Linked DNA regions of Sus scrofa: region 2 is linked to region 1. The links are chromatin contacts, called in public Hi-C maps. All regions are on one chromosome and are shown on one strand. Each heading gives the region's core, a stretch centred on a gene start, on an enhancer-like site or on the middle of the called end of the contact. The rest is flanking DNA. Distances are from core to core; before and after follow the strand shown. Region 1 holds the start of TMEM186 (transmembrane protein 186). Region 2 has its middle 40 kb from the start of METTL22.

The links. A called contact is a pair of places that touch in the nucleus more often than the background predicts.
Region 2: a Hi-C map of liver shows a contact between it and region 1, with 3 times the contacts expected there. The contact joins the enhancer-like site here to the promoter of TMEM186 in region 1. A contact is called at or near these places in 1 of 5 promoter capture datasets (fetal liver) and 9 of 47 Hi-C or Micro-C datasets (alveolar macrophages, liver, mesenchymal stem cells and 6 more).

The regions. Positions count from the first base shown.
Region 1 is chr3:33,890,902-33,894,260 of Sscrofa11.1, reverse strand. It overlaps TMEM186 (transmembrane protein 186), which reads right to left and starts at 1,746. Exons shown (of 2, transcript XM_003124605.4): 1 at 1,612-1,746; 2 at 1-592. The coding sequence starts at 1,614. It overlaps PMM2 (phosphomannomutase 2), which reads left to right and starts at 1,789. Exons shown (of 8, transcript XM_021086654.1): 1 at 1,789-1,944. The coding sequence starts at 1,879.
Region 2 is chr3:34,013,989-34,017,347 of Sscrofa11.1, reverse strand. No RefSeq gene overlaps it. Among named protein-coding and RNA genes, the nearest start is that of METTL22, 40 kb to the left of the region's middle. Within about 2 kb of position 1,782, at least 32 of the 83 cell types and tissues checked have an H3K27ac peak or open chromatin away from gene starts, as enhancers often do. A contact at or near this core is called in fetal liver, liver, omental adipose tissue and 1 more, where this site is marked.

The DNA.
Region 1 (3,359 bases), core at 497-2,996:
CCCGGTCCAGGATGCGTCCGTAGCGTAGGGTGAGATAGAAGGTCTGTTTCCCACTGTACTGCCGGATCCGCACAAACAGCTCCTGAGGCCGATCGTGGCTTTCTGTCATGGGGACCACGTCGGCCACGGGGCAGTACGTGTCCTGTCGCCGGCCCCAGAAGGTCAGGTGGGCCACCCGCAGCACCGTGCCTGATTCATTCACATAGAGGATGCCCACCAGCCTCCGGAAGAAATGGCTCATCCAGCACAACATGGCCAGCGCGAAGCTGGCAACTGCGCCTGCCAGGCACAGGGAGTTGAAGGTCATGAGGCCCTGGGAGTACCAGTAGATGCCAGGCGGCAGGGCCACCACTGTCAACGCTGTCTGTGCCACCTTCAGCTGAGAGAGGTACCCGAAGACCCTGATGGCATCAAACCGGTACACCATCTGAAATTTCTCAGTCTCTGTGCCCAGCGGGTTCTTCTTGGATGGCAGAGGCCTGCTCCCCGCCCACCTCCTAGGATCCTGCCCACTGCAGCGCCACAGCCTGTGGAAAGGCCTTCCCCATGCAGCCTGCCTTGGTGACCACAGCACAGCTCGGAGCAGGGCAGCCTGGAAAGGAGACAGGGAGACCATTTCTCTCTGGAACTCAGCCAAGCTAATCACACAAGGACCACATGCAAAACATCTGCTACAGAGGATCCTGCCAGCCTGGTGAGGTCAGCATGATTGCCAGAGATGGAAAGAAAGCTGAAATCAGAGGCTTTACCTCTACCTCACGTGATAGTCAGGGAAGCTGTGTGCTAAAGGAACCACTGCTTCTACTTTACCACTGAGGAAACTAAGCCCAGAGAAGGTGAGAAATTTACCCAAAGACACACAGTCAGGGAGTAGGGCAGTCTAACTTTCAAACCCAACCTCTTTCCTCCAGGCAGCTCAAGTAGGCGCAGGCTTCATTCATTCAGCACATACCCAAGGAGGGCCGGTTCTGGCTGGATACCGGATCCACGGCCTGTGTGAACACTTCCTCAAGCAGGAAACTAAATCAGTGTCCCAGTGGGGAACAAATCCGCTAGCTAATCATCATAATAACTGTAGAATTCTCGGTTAGGTTAAAAGCGTCATCTTGGGGGCAGAACGTAAACGCTGTTTTCTTGGCCTGGATTGAGGGAAGGGATAGAATGGAGGAGGAAGGGATGGAGGCGTCAACTCATAGCACAAGGGTTTTATTAGATGCACAGTTCTACACCTTGAATATTGCACCGAAAGGTGCTTTGAGCTTTGAAGCCAGTTTTGGGTTCCAACCCTGGCTCCTACAGTCACCGGCTGTGGATCGTTGGGCAAATTACTCCACCTCTCTGGGCCCTGGTTTCTCTATCAAAGTGGGTATCCGTAACATACTGAAGAAGGTAACAGTTTTAAAGCCTTTAAATGCAGTAATGCACGGTGAATGCTAAATTTTAGTTGGCCCACGTGACCTAGGGGGCATAGGACGGCGGGGAACCCACGTCGGAGGTCCCTCCTCCGGATTCTCCGAATCAGAACCTAAGGCGTCCGCAGGCCTGCCCGGGGCCTGACTCCGACCCCCAAAGCACGACCCCTCCCTTTCTTGCCACCAATTGCCTTCTTACCATGGCCCCGCAGCCTGCAGCTGGAAGCGAGTCCCTCGCGTTCCGGGAATCTCCGAGAACGTGTCCTCCGCCCTAATGGGACAGCGTGGGGGCGCGCTGCATTCTGGGATCTGTAGTCCAGCCAGCAAAGCCGACGCTAGTCTCGGGCACTGCGGGAGGGGAATTCTCTTCCCGGCGTGCCCTGCGGCACGGGGGCCGGACCCGGAAGTTCCGGGCCGGGTGCCAGGTGCCAGTAAGTCGTGTAAGGTTTACGTGGAAACTGGGGTCATGGCTGCTCCCGGCCCAGCGCTCTGCCTCTTCGACGTGGACGGGACTCTGACCGCTCCCAGGCAGGTAAGCGGTGCAAAACTCCCTACGGCTCCCCGGTGGGTGTAATGACCGTCCAGGTAGGCGACCTGGGGCGGCTAAGGACCGCCTACCTCCCACGGAGGGGCTGAACTTTACTCTGGGTTCCTTGGAGTCATGAGACGAAAGCTCTCACCAGCTTTTCGAGACTTCAGGGTCCTCGGAGAGAAGGGACAGGCTAGGAACTCTTGAGAGCAAGGAACTTTGATTGGAAAACGCAGTTCTGGACTCTCATCAGCACCCCTGGGTTTGAATCCCGGATCAGCCGGGTTTACCAGCTTGTGTGCCCTCTTCAGACCTATCACCTGTGGTCTGCGCCTGTAGCCTGACATGAAAGACATAGGTTTCCAGGCCAAACAGACCTAGCAGAGTCTCTGCTTGACAGCTGTGTGACTTGAGCAAGTTAGTTAACCTCAGAGCCTCAGCATCTGTGGCTTTAAATGGGGCGTCTACCTGTTCCATGTGATGTTTGAATGAATGGATGAAATCATTTAAGTTCTTGAAAGTTATCTTACATACGGTAGACTGTGCTCAATAATACTCAGTAAGTATTCGCTGCCACCGCCACTCCCTGCTCTAGCCTTGCAGTGGAAGGGGGTGATAGAGGAAACCTAGATTGCCACAGGCTGCCTGCCGAGAACCTTCTTGGACTCCTGGAAACTTGCTTTCCATTTCCAGATTTTGCTGCCACGAGCACGGATAGGTCTCAAGATGAACCGTTGTGATGAAGCTTACCCTGACCTACCCTTTGCACACATTAGAAGAGCAGCCATTTGAACTTGAGACTGGCGCTAAATGGCCTCAGTCTCTCTCTACCCTGCTGCGTTTGGGTCGGGTGGTAGCACTGGTGTGCTCCAGAATTCCTCACTGAATGCGTGTGGCCTTAGATGTATCATTTTACTTTTCTGAGCCACAGGTGCTCTGTATGTACTGATGATGCACAGTTGTAAGTTCTCCACAGGCCCTTTTTGACTCCGTAATCAGTGCACACTTGCAAGTTGTTAAACACTCAGAGTGGCCTGGAGCCGAAGTCAGCAGTTCATTGTTTGCAAAGGGCCAGATAGCAAATACTTCCGTGTTTGCTGACCATATGGTCTGTAGTAACTATTCAACCTAAATCCAAAAGCAGCCATAGACCAGATGTGGACCTAGCACAGCTGTGTTCCAGTAAAACTTTATTACGGACACAAACTGCTGCTCTAATTGGCCCATTGGCCGGAGTGCTCTCTTAGGTTTACTTCCAAGCCTTTTGACATATCATTGGACCCTGTCGACCTTTCTCCCTCTTTGATCCCAGGTAGGATAGTTGTTATTTCATTTTAAATAAAGAAACTGAGACTCTGTGAAACGTGATCTGGATTTCCCACAGCAGATCTGGTGCAAGTCTCTGGGCCTCAGGGCGT
Region 2 (3,359 bases), core at 533-3,032, 120 kb before region 1:
TAAGAACACATAGTGTCCATAAGGACTCAGGTTTGATCCCTGGCCTCATTCAGTGGGTTAAGGATCTGGTGTGGCTGCAAGCTGTGGTGTAGGTCACAGATGTGGCTTTGATTCATTGTGGCTGTGGCTGTGGCAGAGGCCAGCAACTATAGCTCTGATTCGACCCCTAGCCTGGGAACTTCCATGTGCCACAGGTTTGGCCGTTTAAAAAAAAAAAAAAAAAAAAAGGAAAGAAATTCTGGAATCTCCATTTATCTATTCATTATGAGCTCTTCGTAATCTCAAATAGTCTTTTCACATATTTTTTTTAATTTTACTGAAGTATAGTTGATTTACAATGTTGTGTCGATTTCTGCTCTACTGCAAAGTGATTCAGTTATATATGTATATATGTAAATATATATATTCTTTTTCATATTGCTTTCCATTATGGTTTATCACAGGATATTGAATATAGTTCCCTGTGCTATGCAGTAGGATCTTATTGTTTATCCATTCTATATAAGATAGTTTGCATCTGCTAGTCCCAAACTCCCAATCCTTCTCTCCCCCACTCCTTCCTTTCCCCTTGGCAACCATGCCTCTATTCTACCTGTGAGTCTGTTTCTGTTTTGCAGATATGTTTTCATTTGTGTCATATTTTAGATTCCACATATTAGCGGTATCATATGGCATTTGTGTTTTGATGGGTAGTTTCTTGTGCCTTCGATTTTACCACTGAATGAATGCATCCTCTTTCCAAATGCCCTTATTTATTTTTTGCTCTCATTTGCACTTTAATCCAAACAACAGATTATGATTATAGTTACATGCTGATTTCACTGGGATGTATGTGTTTAGTCTTTTTTAAAATGGAAGTGTAGTTGATTTACAATATCGTGTTAATTTCAGGTGTATAGCACAGCTATTGGGTTATGTAGGTAACTTTTTCAGATTCCCTTCCCTTAGAGGTTATGACAAAATATTGAGCGTAGTTCTCTATGCTATACAGTAGGTCCTTGTTGGTTGCAAATACCTTTAGAAAGCTACTGGTCAGTCCCACTTCGGTATTAACTAGTTTTCATACAGCGTTTTAACTTTTATAGAAGCACCTTCATCACATCTACCTTCTCACCTATGGCCATGAAGGAGGTACTATCACTACTGTCTCCATTTACTACTGGGGAAACTGAGGATGGGGAGGTGAGTGACCTGCCCCAGATCATGCAGAAGGAACCATCGATTCCTAGTCCAGTGCTCTTTGCATTGCCCCCAGGATGCAGTAGCTATTCTGGAGCTGATGGGCTAGGAGGTGTTAAGTGAATGGCAGCAGGGAGGGCTGAGCAAGAAGGCCCTGAACAACCTGCTGGGGGATGGGGGCGGGGGAGGGCACGATGCTCTTTCCTTTCCCTTTCATTCGGAACCTTGCATTACTGAATCTAGGGCTCCGGGGCGCAGGGTGCAGTTGGGGCACTTACAGTCGCCCGCACCCCGCGAGGGTCGAGAAAAGAGGCAGGGGATAACTAAGGTCTAGGTTAAATCAGCCTATATCAACCTATAGAGCCGCCCCCTTTTATAGAGAGACGGGCTCCCCACCCCCCCACCCCCACCCCCCACCCATCAGATAGGCTCTCCTCCAGCTTGAAGGGGCTGCTCACCGCCTCTGCCACAGCCCCATCCTAGCTCCCGGCCCTCGCGGCCCCTCCTGGAGGCCCCCGGCTCCTTCGCCCCCGGAGGCCGGACTCTGCCCCCGCCCCGCCTTCCCCTCCCTCCCGGGGGCGGCGGCCCGTGGCGGGCTCGCTGATTGGCGGCGGAGCGAGCGAGGGTCGGGACCGGCAACGCTGATTGGCCATCGCGGCTCAGCGGAGCCAAGGAGCCCGGCGAGTCGCTGGGGGAAGCGGGGCAGAGACCCGGCGCAGCCAGAACGAAGGCGCGGATCCCTCAAGTCTGAGCCTGGCAGGCAGGTCGGAGTCCGCACGTCGGAGCCGGGGTCTGGAGGTAAGAACCTGGCGCCAAGTCATGTGGGGCGGACTCGTCCGCGGGAGCTGAGATGGAATCCTTCAGCCCTGCCCCCAGGGAGCAAAAACGGGGCATCTTCTCACTGAAACTGAGCCCTCTTGTTCCTGAGACGCAGATCCCCTCCCCTCAAAAGAGAGGGTCTCCCACCTTCCAGAGAGGAAAATAGATTCCTTTTCCCTTCAGAAATGGGTCCTTCCTTCCTGGCCTCAGGCTCTAGAGAAACAATCCCTTCCTAGTTTACCCCCCCGGAATGGAACATGCCCCCTCCCCCAAGTGGTTTCCAGCCTCCCCAGGTGTCTAGGGCCCCCCTCTTCTCTTTGGAGACCCATATCCCTTCCCCCTCCCTAAAAAGCTAAGTTTGGATTTCTTCTCCCTACCCTCCTTTCTCCGGATCATAGATAGCGGGGTATGTCTCCTCCAGGGAAAGTGAAAGCCCCCTGGAGGGTCAGTAAGCCCCTCCCTAAGACAAGACTACCCCCCCCCGCCCCCCTTAGAGACAGTGTGTCACCCTCACACCCAGTACAGACCTTCCTACACCCCCCCCACCCCAGAAATGGGACCCTGCGACTCACTTTAGAAGTGGAGGATTCCCTCCCCCGTGCTCCCCCCACCAGTGTTTGGTCACCTCAGACCCCTCCACACTAAATGCCTTTGGGGGTTTCCCCTCTTTCTCCAGTAAAGATGTAAGAGAACGGGTTTCCATACTCAGAAACAGGGCAGGGATCCCATCCCCTGCCTCACTCCACCCCTCTGTAACCCTTTCACACAATCCCATCCCACTAACACCCCCACACCCTCTCTGGCCCCATCCTTCCCACCTTGCCGCTCATGGAATCCCATCTCACCTCTCCTCATCCACCCTGGCCAGAGACCAGACCAGGGGATGAGGCTGACTGAGACAGTTCAGTAAGGCTGAAAACCTTAGAGCTGGCACCCTGAGCCTGGGGATGGCTCTAGGAGCCTCCAAATTGCCAGCAGAGATGGCCTCTGAGGCAGCAGGACCAGTAGAGACACCCCCCCCCACACACACACACACGTACTGACACCTACACACACACACACACAAAGGACGGTGTTACAAATATCCCCCTGAGGCGGTCCAAACCCTCTCCTGAAGAAGAGGGTGTCATTGCAGAGAGAAGTGCCCAGCTTGCTCTCTGGGGCTGCCCCTCCCCTGGCTCCTATGGGCATTGCCCCGTGGAATTCCCTAGGCCCTTGGCCAAGGAAGATGGATGCTGCAGGACTCATCCACTGGGCCGGCTTCTATGAAGCTGGACTGAGAGACAGGCTGTTGGTGACCTGAGGGGCTAGGAGCCCCTCTAATCTGGTGGGCCAGGTGGGGGGCAGGTGGCAGGGAGAGA